Regions from separate parts of the Gossypium hirsutum genome. Here region 1 is linked to region 2. The links are chromatin contacts, called in public Hi-C maps. All regions are on one chromosome and are shown on one strand. The core of a region is the stretch at or near the end of the contact, and the rest is flanking DNA. Distances in the headings are between cores, read along the strand shown.

Region 1 (6,053 bases), core at 2,400-4,899, 240 kb after region 2:
TACTCTTCAGGTAAGCAATTTCACATCTGGTACTGAGGGCAGTATGTTAAGGTCATTATTATTAAGTTTTTCATGCATATATATTAAAAGTGCTGCTTTTATTCAACAGGATGCAATCAATAATATCAAGCAGCAATGTAGTGATTTTGTGATGACTCGAAACATCCAGTGTCGAGAAATGATGGAAGATGTTCAAAGGCAAATGGCAGGTTTCAACTTCCAGGACCGTGAGAGCACAGGGCCGTACCCTTCAGTTGGACAGCCACGTCAAAATCCAAGATCCAGTACACAGCAACTAACAGAATCTCAGAGTATATCCCATCCTTCACCGCAAACCCCTTATTATAGGCCTCCTGAGCAGCCAATGCAGGGGTATGGTCATCCTCCTCCCCCATATACTGCCCCACAGCAACCATCTCCTTACCATGTTCCCCCATCAACCGGTGCTCCTTATCCTCCCCCACATGCCCAACAACATGCACCCGTTGGCCATGAATACGGCCAACCTGCCTATCCTGGGTGGCGTGGGCCATATTATAATGCCCCTGCAGAGCAATCTGGGTCTCATCCTCGACCTCCATATACCATTCCAAATCCGTATCATCCCCACCAAAGTGGCTATTATAAGCAATGATCATCTAGTCCAACCTTTCTCCTTTATAAATAATATTTTTTAATCGTGATATATAATGATTTACTGTATGTTGTTTTTTTTTTTTTTTTTTGCTTCTTACCTGCTGTGCAATGGATATTGGATTCACGTAGATCTTGTCGTGTAACATATTCATTTTGGGCATTTGACGTCTGTTGGTATTCATTTTGGGCATTTGACGTCTGTTGGTCCTAATAATTTGTATGTGATGGCCTGATTTTCTTTCATGCTTTTCTATATGTCAATGACTTTTTTTTCCTTATTGTAGGGATCCTAACGATATTAGCACCATCTACGGGTTCATATTTTGGATTATTTTGTTTCTATTTTGGTCTGTTTTTATTTAGTGTAAATAGCTACCTAGTCATCACAGTTTAGCCGTCTTTGAAGAGAATTTACTAATGAAGAATTCATAGTGAACGGTTTGACATTTGTTTTAATGTTGAAGCTCCAACTTCGTTCCATCGATTTCTTTTTTTCAGTTTTTAATGTAGTTTTTATTTTATTTATAAGCATTTTAAAAAAAATATGATTGGGCTTTGGAAATATTAAGAGGTAACGATAAATTGTCTTGAAAAGTATTGAAAATATAAAAAAAAAATCAAATTAAGATTAGTAACTATGAAGTTGAGAAGAATAGGCGACATAAACTGGGCTTAAGACAGGTCCAAATATTGTTACGCTGGTTAATAATATATGCGTGCATATGTGAGAAAAAATCGACCCATTATGAGAATTTCAATAATTAAAATATGATTGTTGGATGAATAATCACGTAGAACCAACCTAAAAAGAAAGTATAAAAGAATATGATAAATAAATGGGGCAAAATTATTAAAAAAATTATAATAACTTGGAATATAATATATTAATAAATAATAAATAATAAACAATACAAACAAGATGAAACATGATACAAAGGAAGTTATAACATAACATAATTGTACGGCAGCCCCTCTGAGAATTTAACATCTATTTAGTTTTTCAGAATTAGTCTAAATGTTGAACTTGAATTATTGATTTTTACTAATTCTTTTTTATTTTTTCATATAAAATGGTTTTGCTAATTCATTTCATGTCAATTACGTCTAACAATTTTATCCAAATAGAGACTAACATCTCAAATTTCATAAAGCATGAGAGCCAACTTCTTACAAATTAGAGTAGAATGACTAATTTATTAATTTTCGTAAAGTAAAAAATAAAAAATAAAAAGTTATAAAACAAACATCAAAGTTTATATAAAACAAATCAATAACATATAAAACGGTGAAACTACCTAGTAGCTTCTTTTATTCTAGGGATTGGATTAAATTGAACTAGCCCGCATCAATTTAATTTATGTATTATTAAAAAAAATAAAAAAAAGAGTTAACATTTATTGTTTAACAATGTTAATATTTTAAAAGTTTTTATAGTTCTTTTTCTTTTTCTTTTTTTTTTTTAGATTTGTAAATTCATGTATAAGGATTAAATTGATCTAATCTTTGTAATAGAAATACTTAACAGGGAATTTTACCCATATCAAACTCATGAATTCCGGCGACAATATTGCTCCCAATTTTATTTCCTTCTTTTCAGATTCCCAATCCCATCTGCATTCTTTTATTCCTACAATATATCAAAATCCATGGATATGATTTATGGGTATGGAGAAGGAAAGTCTGAGACGTTGAATGATCCCAAGTCTAATTTGATGAATCTGACAAATAATAAGGTTTGAACAAAAAATCTCGATTTACGTAATTAATTTTAATTTTATGATAGTGAAAAATATTTTAAAATTTTAAAGAGATAATTATGAAACAAATAATTAAAATAAATAATTATTGTATATTTGTTGTAATTATAGAGAGTTTGGTTGAATTGAAAAATCAACGTATGTGAAGGTTGAAAATTTAGGTTTGACAAAGATTTGAATGTTGATAAATTAAAATAAGAAAAAACATTTAATATCTAAATAATTTAATTTATGAAAAAACATTTAAAATAAGAAAATAATTTAATTTATGAATAATAGTTAACGTTTGATAAATTATTAGAAATCCATAAAAATCAAAATAAAAAAAGTTTAAATATTATCACATATTAAATAGAACACGTGTCATCTTTTAACAATATATCAATCTGAAGCCCAGCATTTGGATACAAGGGGGGGAGAGAGAGAGAGAGAGAGCGAGAGAAGAAGAAGAAGCAAAATTTTGGTTTTAAGAAAGAAATGCGTTTAAGAAGAGATTTAAACGCCTCACCCAAATAATATGATTACTCAGGGATGGTCTGAAGCATGGGACGCCAAGCCTTCCTCAACACCATCCTATGCCTAAACCCAATCCACCCTGCCCGTGCCGATCCCGCTTCACCTCCCAACCCATTCACACCGCCAAGTTTCGTCGCCACTTGAACGTCGCCCTTCCCGCCAAATTCCTCCTTCACCACTTTTCCTTGGTCCTCCTCGTATCCTCCTCCTGATGATACGAATAAATCCTTCAAAGTGCGACCACTTAAATCCTTGTCGCCCTTCTTTTTCTCACCTGAAATGCCGAAGAAACTCTGTGGATACACCATTTCCCGGCAACTTGACGATTTGCGACTACCGCTTCTGGTAAGAAGCGTTCGGAGTGTGGTTTTAGGGCGGCGGAAGTTGAGGAGGGGGCTCGTCCTTGGACTTCGTGTTGGGCTTTGGGTGACGCCGCATTGTGTCGCCAATAGCTTGAATTTCTGCAGCGTCGTCATATTGGTTTCAGGTTGGGTCTGTGTTGAAGGGTTATATGGGGAAATTTTAAGTGAAGTGATTGGGAGGGTTTGGAATTTGAAACTTTGGCAGCAGAAGGATGGATTGAGATTTTGGGGGGGGGGGTATTGGTTGCTTGAAAGCAAAAGAAAGGAATCTATGTTGGAGACTTTTGCATGCTTTTTCTTTATTAATTTTCAAAAGGGAAGTCTTTGAATAGAATTTTCTTTTCTCTTGGAAGAGGTGAAAAGGTAGGACCCAAGAGCCAGCCCAGAGGCTGCATTTTCCAAGAAAATTCTAAATTTATACCCACTTTGGTCTTTCGATGATGACTGGAAACCATTTATCATTTTTTATATATTTATTTAACAAATTTATATTAATTAATATAATATCTACTTGAAATGAAACATTTTAGTATAATGAATCCAGATCTCATATTTTTTTCTACATTTAAAACATACAATTTTTTTTTTCTAAATGAAATGCTAATTTCATCTTAAATTGTGATTCAATTCAATTTAAGTATTAATATTTATATTAAATTAAAATTATAAGGATACTATAAAAGTAATCATTTTAGCTCTCTATTAAAATTATTCGACTCTTTTAGCCATTAACCTTGTATTTGTCAAATCATCGCAAAAATGAATAGCAAAATATAATGTTTATTAACTTTATTAACATGACATGCACATGAACTGCCATGTGGATGCCGCCATGTCAGCAATTAATTATTTTTTAATATTTTAAAATTTTAAAAATTAATTGCTAATGTGGCATACATGTAAATGTCATGTTAGCAAAGTTAACAGATGTTAACTTTTCCATCTATTTTGGAGTGATTTAATAAACAATACAAATTTAAGGATTAAAAGAGACGAAAAATTAAATGGATGGCTAAAATGACCCTTTTTTTTATGAATTTTTATAATTTTTAAATTATTTACATGACATACGAAGAGTTTTTATTATTCTAAATGTGACCTACATTTAAGTCAGTGTTAATTATAATTGTTATTTAGGTTTTACATAACCCTGTCATTGTAATTAAAAAAACATATTTTATAATATTAGGAAATAGTGATTCAATCTCTTCCCTAACCAAAGCATGAAACTCTATTGTCATAAAATGAGAGGCACGTGAATCGGGCATTTCATCTCCTTTTCCACCGCACATCTCCTTTCTAGAAAGAATAGAATCACGTGTCACCCCTTCGAGGCACCAAAAACAACACCGTCCACTCCTACTTACATTTTCTTAATTTCTACCTTAAAATCATACATTATATTTTTTGAAAATTATAAATCTAGTGTAACTTTTTTTTTACTTTTCAAATTTTAAAATTTAAGTTAAATATTAAAACGGTTATTTTTTTTGTTAAATTTAAGTTGATTACAAAATTATTATTTTTTAATCACATGACTATTAAGTAAGTATTTTTTTTATTTCAAAAATATCATAACAATAAATTTAATAAAAAATTTAAACAACATTAACAATTAGATCTGAATTTTGAAATTTAAAAAATAGAGATTAAATTTCAGTACAGGGATTGAATTCTTAATTTTCAAAAAGTATAATGAGCTATAGCATATTTGAATCTAATTTCTATGTTCTTCATGCTTGAACACCTATGCTATTGTGAAATTTAGTATCGCTTCAACACAAATCACTACATTTTATTTTTATTAATATATTCAAAATTTCAAACTCATCAACTTCAAAAGTGATCAAATCAATATCATATTTTAATTTAGGTTTAAATTGCTTTACCTAGGAGACAATCATGCAACAAACTCTTATTCACCTATCAATTTTCCCTTTCTCAAAATAGAACAAGACATAAGATCGGATATGTGGCATACATTTTACTCAAATACAACCTCAACAACTCTAAACCACTACCTCTAGAGGCTCTTCACACTATTCACATTGTGAACCACTTTCATTTTAATGATTTTCTACACTTCTTACAGCGTGAACCATCACTCTTATACTATTATACACCTTATATAACTTAAACATGATTATCTTTAGGAAACATATGCAAGTAATATGCACATTTGTTACACCTTAATTAAACATAAAATTTATATTAATTGACGTACTGATTTATTTTTTTATATAATTAATTTAGAATTAAAATTAAAATATTCTAATAAAATTATCCAAATTATGGAAGGAATGAAAACATTATCTATAAAATATTAAAAATAATTAAAACAAGTTATGTTAAATGATTGAAAGAGGTGAAAGTAAACTCTTTTCCAGGAATTTAGGCTGAGTTTAAATTTTGGATTCGTTATTGTTGAGAGAGTTTTACCTAAATATCACCTCTGACCCAAATAAGTTTAGCCTCACATCATAAAATGGACGAAGGCAATTATAGTAATTCTAAAAATAATAAAAAATTTGTTACACCACAAAACAGAAACTAACACAATAAAATATACAAACATGAATAAATTAAAATTTGAGTATAATTTTTCTTCTTCCGTTCATACGTATTTTATATTTTATACATTCCACATATATTATATGATATATGAAGTTAGATAAAATTTCATGTGATTCAGTAAACATGATAGAAATTCAATTCTATAATTATTAGATTGATTCGTAGGATTCGATAAAGAAAGAGAAAAGAATGAAATTTTTTTGAGAAA
Region 2 (6,748 bases), core at 1,017-3,516:
TCTGTACACTTCAAATTCGTACTTGCTAAAAGTGTATTATAAGTTGAAAACTATGAAAATACGTGCCCAGAAAAGCAGACCTTAAACTTCCAGAAAAACTCTCCTAGCCAACTGGACATCAGAGGCTAAAAATCTGCAATCTTAAAAGTTGTACTTAAAGCTTCTTTGGCAATAGAATCTTCATTTGCTCGAAGTAGGCAGTGGACTTTCATATTCATATTTTCACTTTGAAAAATTAAAAAGCACAGCCTAATCATCTCTCCAATAACTTGCCTTTCTGGAGCAAACTTCATCGAAGCATGAAAACAAAGAGATGGATTTCTAATAATAGGGAATTAAGAATCAATCTACTGCCCTTGGAAGTTATACTTTCATAAAATTTGGTCATAAACACCCCTAAAATTGTTAATGTCTAGACCACATTCTTCCTTATGGCTAATGCAGCATGCTGTGATAGATCATTATCAGTCAGTCACTCGAAAGACAGCAAACCTGATAACGCAACGTGGGTGGTAATGTCCATGCAGCAGACTGCAATGAGTCGTTTATAAGAGCAAGAACTACCAAAGGCCCTACACGATCACTACAAGGTTTCACCTCCAGAAGCCAAGTAAGACAGCTTTCAGTAGACATCCACTTCCACAGCCCTGAACAAGTAATGGAGCATTTCTAACAATAAGTTGCTTGTGCTACAGCATATTCTGGTGACAGAGTCAACAAAATCATAACCCATAGGGTTTGAACAATAACATTCTAATAAGCTATGAAGCACAGACACAGACACACAATACGGGTACGACACAATACAGAACAGGGTCACCACTGCCACTCCAGCTGCTGTCAATGGTGTCGAAATATTGTAAAATACCCTCAGTATATCTCTCTCAACTTCTCACATGCACCAGATTAGAGTTTAGAAAATCTTAACGATAAAGTCTAGATCTAGGTTTCAAACAGAGATTTTCTATCACTATTATGATGTTTTCAACTATTTTCAACCACCAAAATCCCGTGTCCTTGTGTGTCTCGCCGTATCTGATTTTTTTTTATTTTTTCCGTATTTTGATGTGTCTAGTAGGTATTCCGGCATGTCCATGTCGGGTAACCTGTTGAGATAGGTACGAGGGACTTTCCGGCGTGTCCGTGCTTCATAGCTAATAAGCTTTTGGTAACAATTAAAGATAAAATCTGCCCTCTTTTTGGCGAGCCCCAATTTGATCAATTTTACAACTTAACAAACTCTCAGCTGAAGCCCTTTGTAGATCAAGTTAATCTATGAATTAAAAATCTCCATTTTATTTTTTCACCCAATAACTTCTCTTATGCATTTTTAGAAATAAGCATCGAGATTCTAGAAGACTTAGCCAATACAAAGTTAAACCAACTATATTTAGCTTGATGAACGAGTACAATAAACATACCTTGACAATTTTGATTTCCGTCCAACAATTTGCCCATAATAAACACAGTATTAACTGGAAACCCAGGTCCGAACTCAGCTTCCTCCACATACTTGAACAAACTCCACTCCCCTACATCATTCACCTTTAAACCCAATTTTTCCAGCACCTAGAAAGAATAACGAATTAACCACCATCAGATAACAGAAACTCGAAAATGAAATTATTCATTTAAAAAGGAAATAAAATTGACCCCAGTAAGAGCAAGTTGGACATCAAATTTAGTCAAATCAATGTTGTGAGAGGACTGGGCGCCCTGGATAACGATCCCAGGGTGGGAGTGATCGTGTTGAAGGTTGAGAAGCGTGGAAGGAAGGTCCCAGAGATCAGAATCCACATAAGAATCGTACTGGTCTTCGCTGAATTTAGGCGGTGGAGTTTGCTTAAGGAGGAGGAATTCAGCGTCGTTTGACGGGTTTTTGAGGATAACAGCAAGATTATGAGTAGCCATTTTTTTCCTACTTTTTTGGTTGTTAGAGAAATGAGAAGAAGGTTGAATCCATAGTGAGGAAGGTGATTAAAACCTACAGCTTAAATGGTTGTCGACGGAAGGTAGGCTGCGGCGGGTAGGTAAATTATTGGTTAAGAATTAAATAAAATAAAAGTGCTGATACTGGTACTGAGACCGGGAGTTCATAGCTTAGTTGGCGGTTGATGACCAGGGACGGAACTACGTGGAGAGACGAGGTAGGGATGCCACTGAAGCGGCGCCGGGTGGATGCTACACCACCATAATTAGCAGGCTTTGCTTCACTACTCGCTCTACAGTGAATGTTGAATGCATCTTCAATTTCGCTTCAATTTAATTTTTATTATTTATTTTTAATAATTTTAATATTTTTAAAATCAAATAAATAATTAAATGTAATTTTTTAAAAAATATTTCAACATAAAGAGGAGGATAATGCAGACATGCAATTACTATAATAGCTTCATACTCACGGTGTAAAAAAAAAAAAAAAAACTAACCGTCCCAAAATTCACCCCTTAAGGAGCGAAAATGGATTCTAGCCTCCAAGTGTTTTGGGTTAAAATCCTTTTAGCTCCTGCCAATTCTAAAATTGCACCAAATTGATCCCTCGCTCCCAACTTTTTTGGTTTAAACCTCTCTTAGGTCCCTGACAATATCAAAATTAGACAAATTGAACCTTTCCTCTATTCTTTTTGGGGTTAAATATCTCTTAGGTCCCTTTCAATTTTAAAATGACACAAATCAGGCCATCTTCATTTTTTAATTTTTATGTAGGCTTATCAATTTGCCCATCTTAATCAAATGGTTAAATTAAAATACACTTGTATTTTTTTTTCTCTGGCATACTAGCAATCAAGCCGTATTAAAAGGTAAAATTGTTTGGTTACTTTTTTTTATTATTATCAAAATCTGTTTTTATTATTCAAATTTTAAATTTCAACATATGTGTTTAATTTTCTATATGTTTTCTTACTAAAATTTAGTTTTCTATTATAATCCCTTTTTATTTATATTTTATATTTTTAAACCCTTTGTTTATATACTTTTGCAAATTCATACCACTTTATTTGATAGGTTACAGTTACATATTAATAATTAATATATAAACGTATATTTAACTTTTTATGGATGAAAAAAAAAACATCTACGATTAATGCCTTTTTCAAATGGAATAAATAATGTTAAACAGTTCAATTAAGCGATCAAACACGTGTATGAATCTTAATCCTTTATAATAATGATATTAAAACTCGAAAAATTGAGGTCAATGTAAATTATAATACTAATCCATTGGAGCATCTGCATAATATCAAGATGACTCTAGTGCCATATTAATAAACTGGATATATATGTGTTTCTTTTTTATTTTTTAATCAATAATTTTTATTATACTTTTTAGAATCTATAACCAATTTTCTAAATTATATATTTTACATATTTATTTCATACCAAATCTTATTTAAAAATAAAATTTATTTGTAATTTTATTTATAATGTATAGTAGTAATATATTAGAATATGTAAAATTATAAATCTTATTTAAAAACTTTATTTCTCTTCATATTTTTATATAGTTGGAGAATAAAATAAATAATTTTATGTTATTTTTGTTATCGTAAATGGATATTTTTAATTTAAGGGTTATTTTTAAAATTAGTAATGGAAAGTTTTAATTTTACACTGAATCTAGAAAAATTCACATCTGCCATTTTTTATATTTTATTTTTTGCCATAGTTTAGGTAAACGATAGTTAAGTTTGATTCATAGATTACCTTGAGTTGGTAATTAAAAATCTGATAAGAGGGGTCGAGATATTTATATAGAGTAGATATGTTGAAAGTAGGAGTCGGATCTATTTAAATAATATATATTTTAAATTTGAGATGATTTTGATCATTAAAATTAATATTATACGAGCCAGACCTACTTTAAATAATGTAATTTTTTAAATTTGAAATAATTTTGATCATCAAAATTAACATTTAGAAAAAAATATAGAATAAGTTAAATGTTAAATTTGTATTAAATATTATAATTATTTAGCATTATTTATTTTATCAAATTAATATTTAGATATACATTATATTAGTTTATCAAATTAAACGAAAAATATTACTAAATTTATCATTAAAAAATTATAAATTTTATAAAAAGATCAAATTAAAAGAAAACTTAGGGGAGGGGCAAACACATATTTATCATATTTTTAAACATTAATTATATGATTAAAATAAATAAAAAAATTAACAAATTGGAGGGCGGAGGCTCCTGCCCCCCTAAATCTGGCCTTGTCAACCGTGCCAAATTTCAATGATACAAGGATAATTTCCAATATTGCATGCTACTTACCTAATCTTGCTTTGACTACCGTGATATCTATGACATTTTTCTCCTCCTCCTTAATGAACTTGAGTCAATTTCACTAAAACTCGTATGAAAAATAATAAATATTAATGATTCAAACTCTCTCATTTTTTAATTTTTTTTCTGGTAATGTTTTTTCTATAACAATTTATTTATTATAAGTGAGTTTTGTCTATTATTATCAATTAAAAAACTTAAAATTTGTTTATTATACCGCCAATTACATTAATTTTTAAATTTTAATTAATGTTAATATAAGTAATTTTACATCATTTAACTATTTATTAGTTGAGAAAATTTAATATTTTTTATATTTTTTTAATTATTTTTAAACTCAACATAATTTAATATCTTTTTTATGTTTATTATAATTAACAACAATTTAGTAAAATGTATTTCTAGGTAATATTCCATTTCGTCAATCAAATAGCAAAACTTTACATTCCAACAAAATGAACTGAACAAGATAATGTAATATATCTAAATATGTTAAATAATCTAAATAAGTTTTACTAGGGATATTCAAATATTCCTTAGTTCAAACACCCTTTAACGATATGTGTCACCCTTTTTTACCTTACTTATGTAATATTAGATTATGGCACATTTACAATGTGAGTGAAAAAAAAATTATGTAACAAATATATTTGTTGAAAATTGATATAGAAATTAAATGAGGCTTTGGTTGTGATGGAGCAATTATGGTTCCAACAATAAAAGCATTGCAACTTAAGTTGTAGCTAGGATAAAACCATAACTTATTATATTTGGAGTTGACAATCTTTTGAACCAAATTTGTTTGGACCTTGATCTTGTAATCTAGTGGAAGTATTCTTGGGCCATCTTTGAAGCTTGAATTTTGGGAGAAACAAACCACAAAGGATTAGATTCAATCATATCATACAAATCAAGTTCCTTGTTTTATGGAGATCGGATCGAGTTAATTGAAGAATATGTTGAAAACCTCAACACTTATCTAAACCTTAACTGTAATTGATATGTACCTTAGCAAGCTAAATCTCATATATAAATTGTAGGCTTGTTTAGTTTATATGTACAAGAGAGTTAACACTTTATATTATTCTTTTAGGAACCATATTGTGAGTATAGTTTTGTAAGTAAAATACAAGTGAGTCATTTGGTTAGAACTGAGTTTTCAAGGAGAAAACTTAGTTGAGAGTGATCCAGATCTATGTATGAGTGTTAGGTTGCTACATGGTGAGTGGTAAGACTTAAATCATCAATTGTACATGTTTGAAGCTAATGGATTAATTCTCTAAGCAAGGCCCCATAGATGTATGTGGAAACCAAACTAGATAAACAAACTTTTGGCATTGTTGTTCTTTACTTGTCAGTTGCATCAATTATAATTGCTTGTATATATGCTAACATATCAACTCACAAAAAAAAAATTGTTTTCTTCAAATTGGCATTAGAGCTTGACACTTGACGTAGTAAGTGGCGATACTAGTGTTGCTTTTTGTTGACAATGGAAGGCTCTTCAGTTTTACACCCCTATGTTGAATGGATCCAACTACGCATACCGGAAGGCAATGATAAAAGCTTTTATAAAGTCTATAGATGAAAACTTTTGATGTGCAGTTATCATTAGATGAGAACTTGCTACAACTAACGTTTTTAAAGTTAAAACTCCTAAATATAAACTCATTTATACTACTAAGGAAGAGAAGCAAGCCAATACAAATTCCAAGGCCTTGAATGCCATTTTTTGTACAGTTGATGATGAAGAATTCAAGAGGATCTCCAAGTGTATATTACCTAAAGAAGCTTGGGATATTCTTGAAACAACCCATGAAAAAACCAACACCATTAAGCAATAGAAATTGCAAATGCTAACCACAAAATTTGAGACACTCAAAATACAAGAAAGTCAAATTCTTGGTGAGTTTAATGGGAAGTTATGTAATCTATCAAATTAGGCCTTTGCACTGGGTAATGAATACTCAAACTTAAAGTTGGTGAAAAAATGTCCTTAAATCTCTACGTGGGAGATTTTTCATCAAAGTGATTGCAATTGAAGACGCTAGAGATATAGATAGTATGTGCTTTGATCAGATAGTATGTGCATTGATCAAATTATAAAGTCATTACAAAAATTTGAATGAACCTTAGTGAATCCAAGAGGAACATATCCCAATGTGAGAAGAACATAACTATGCAAGTTGAAGCCTTAGTTGCAACAACTGGTAACACTACTATTATGCCTGAAAATACCAATAGGGGTGAATTGGGATTTTAGAACTTCTACAAACTTTTCTAAAAATTAAAAAAGAAGAGAGAAAAGCTTGAACAATCAATTTATAGCGATGTAGCCCCCAATTGCTTACTTCCACTACCTTGGTATTGTCAAAACCTTTTTTTTGAAATCAACTTTTTATTTTGAAAATGATAATGGAGTCGCCGCCAATCCTTTTTATTAGGTGTGATCGG

Evidence for each region. A called contact is a pair of places that touch in the nucleus more often than the background predicts.
Region 1: a Hi-C map of leaf shows a contact between it and region 2, with 2.2 times the contacts expected there. The contact joins the promoter of LOC107948241 here to the promoter of LOC107886651 in region 2. A contact is called at or near these places in 7 of 34 Hi-C or Micro-C datasets (callus, leaf, petal and 1 more).

The regions. Positions count from the first base shown.
Region 1 is chrA03:103,430,112-103,436,164 of Gossypium_hirsutum_v2.1, forward strand. LOC107948241 reads right to left here and starts at 3,650. Exons shown (of 2, transcript XM_016882719.2): 1 at 2,902-3,650; 2 at 1,487-2,263. The coding sequence starts at 3,385. The coding sequence ends at 2,915. LOC107948240 (vacuolar-sorting protein BRO1) reads left to right here. Exons shown (of 8, transcript XM_016882717.2): 7 at 1-10; 8 at 110-877. The coding sequence ends at 634.
Region 2 is chrA03:103,187,206-103,193,953 of Gossypium_hirsutum_v2.1, forward strand. LOC107886651 reads right to left here and starts at 2,267. Exons shown (of 13, transcript XR_005917933.1): 1 at 1,654-2,267; 2 at 1,422-1,569; 3 at 493-647.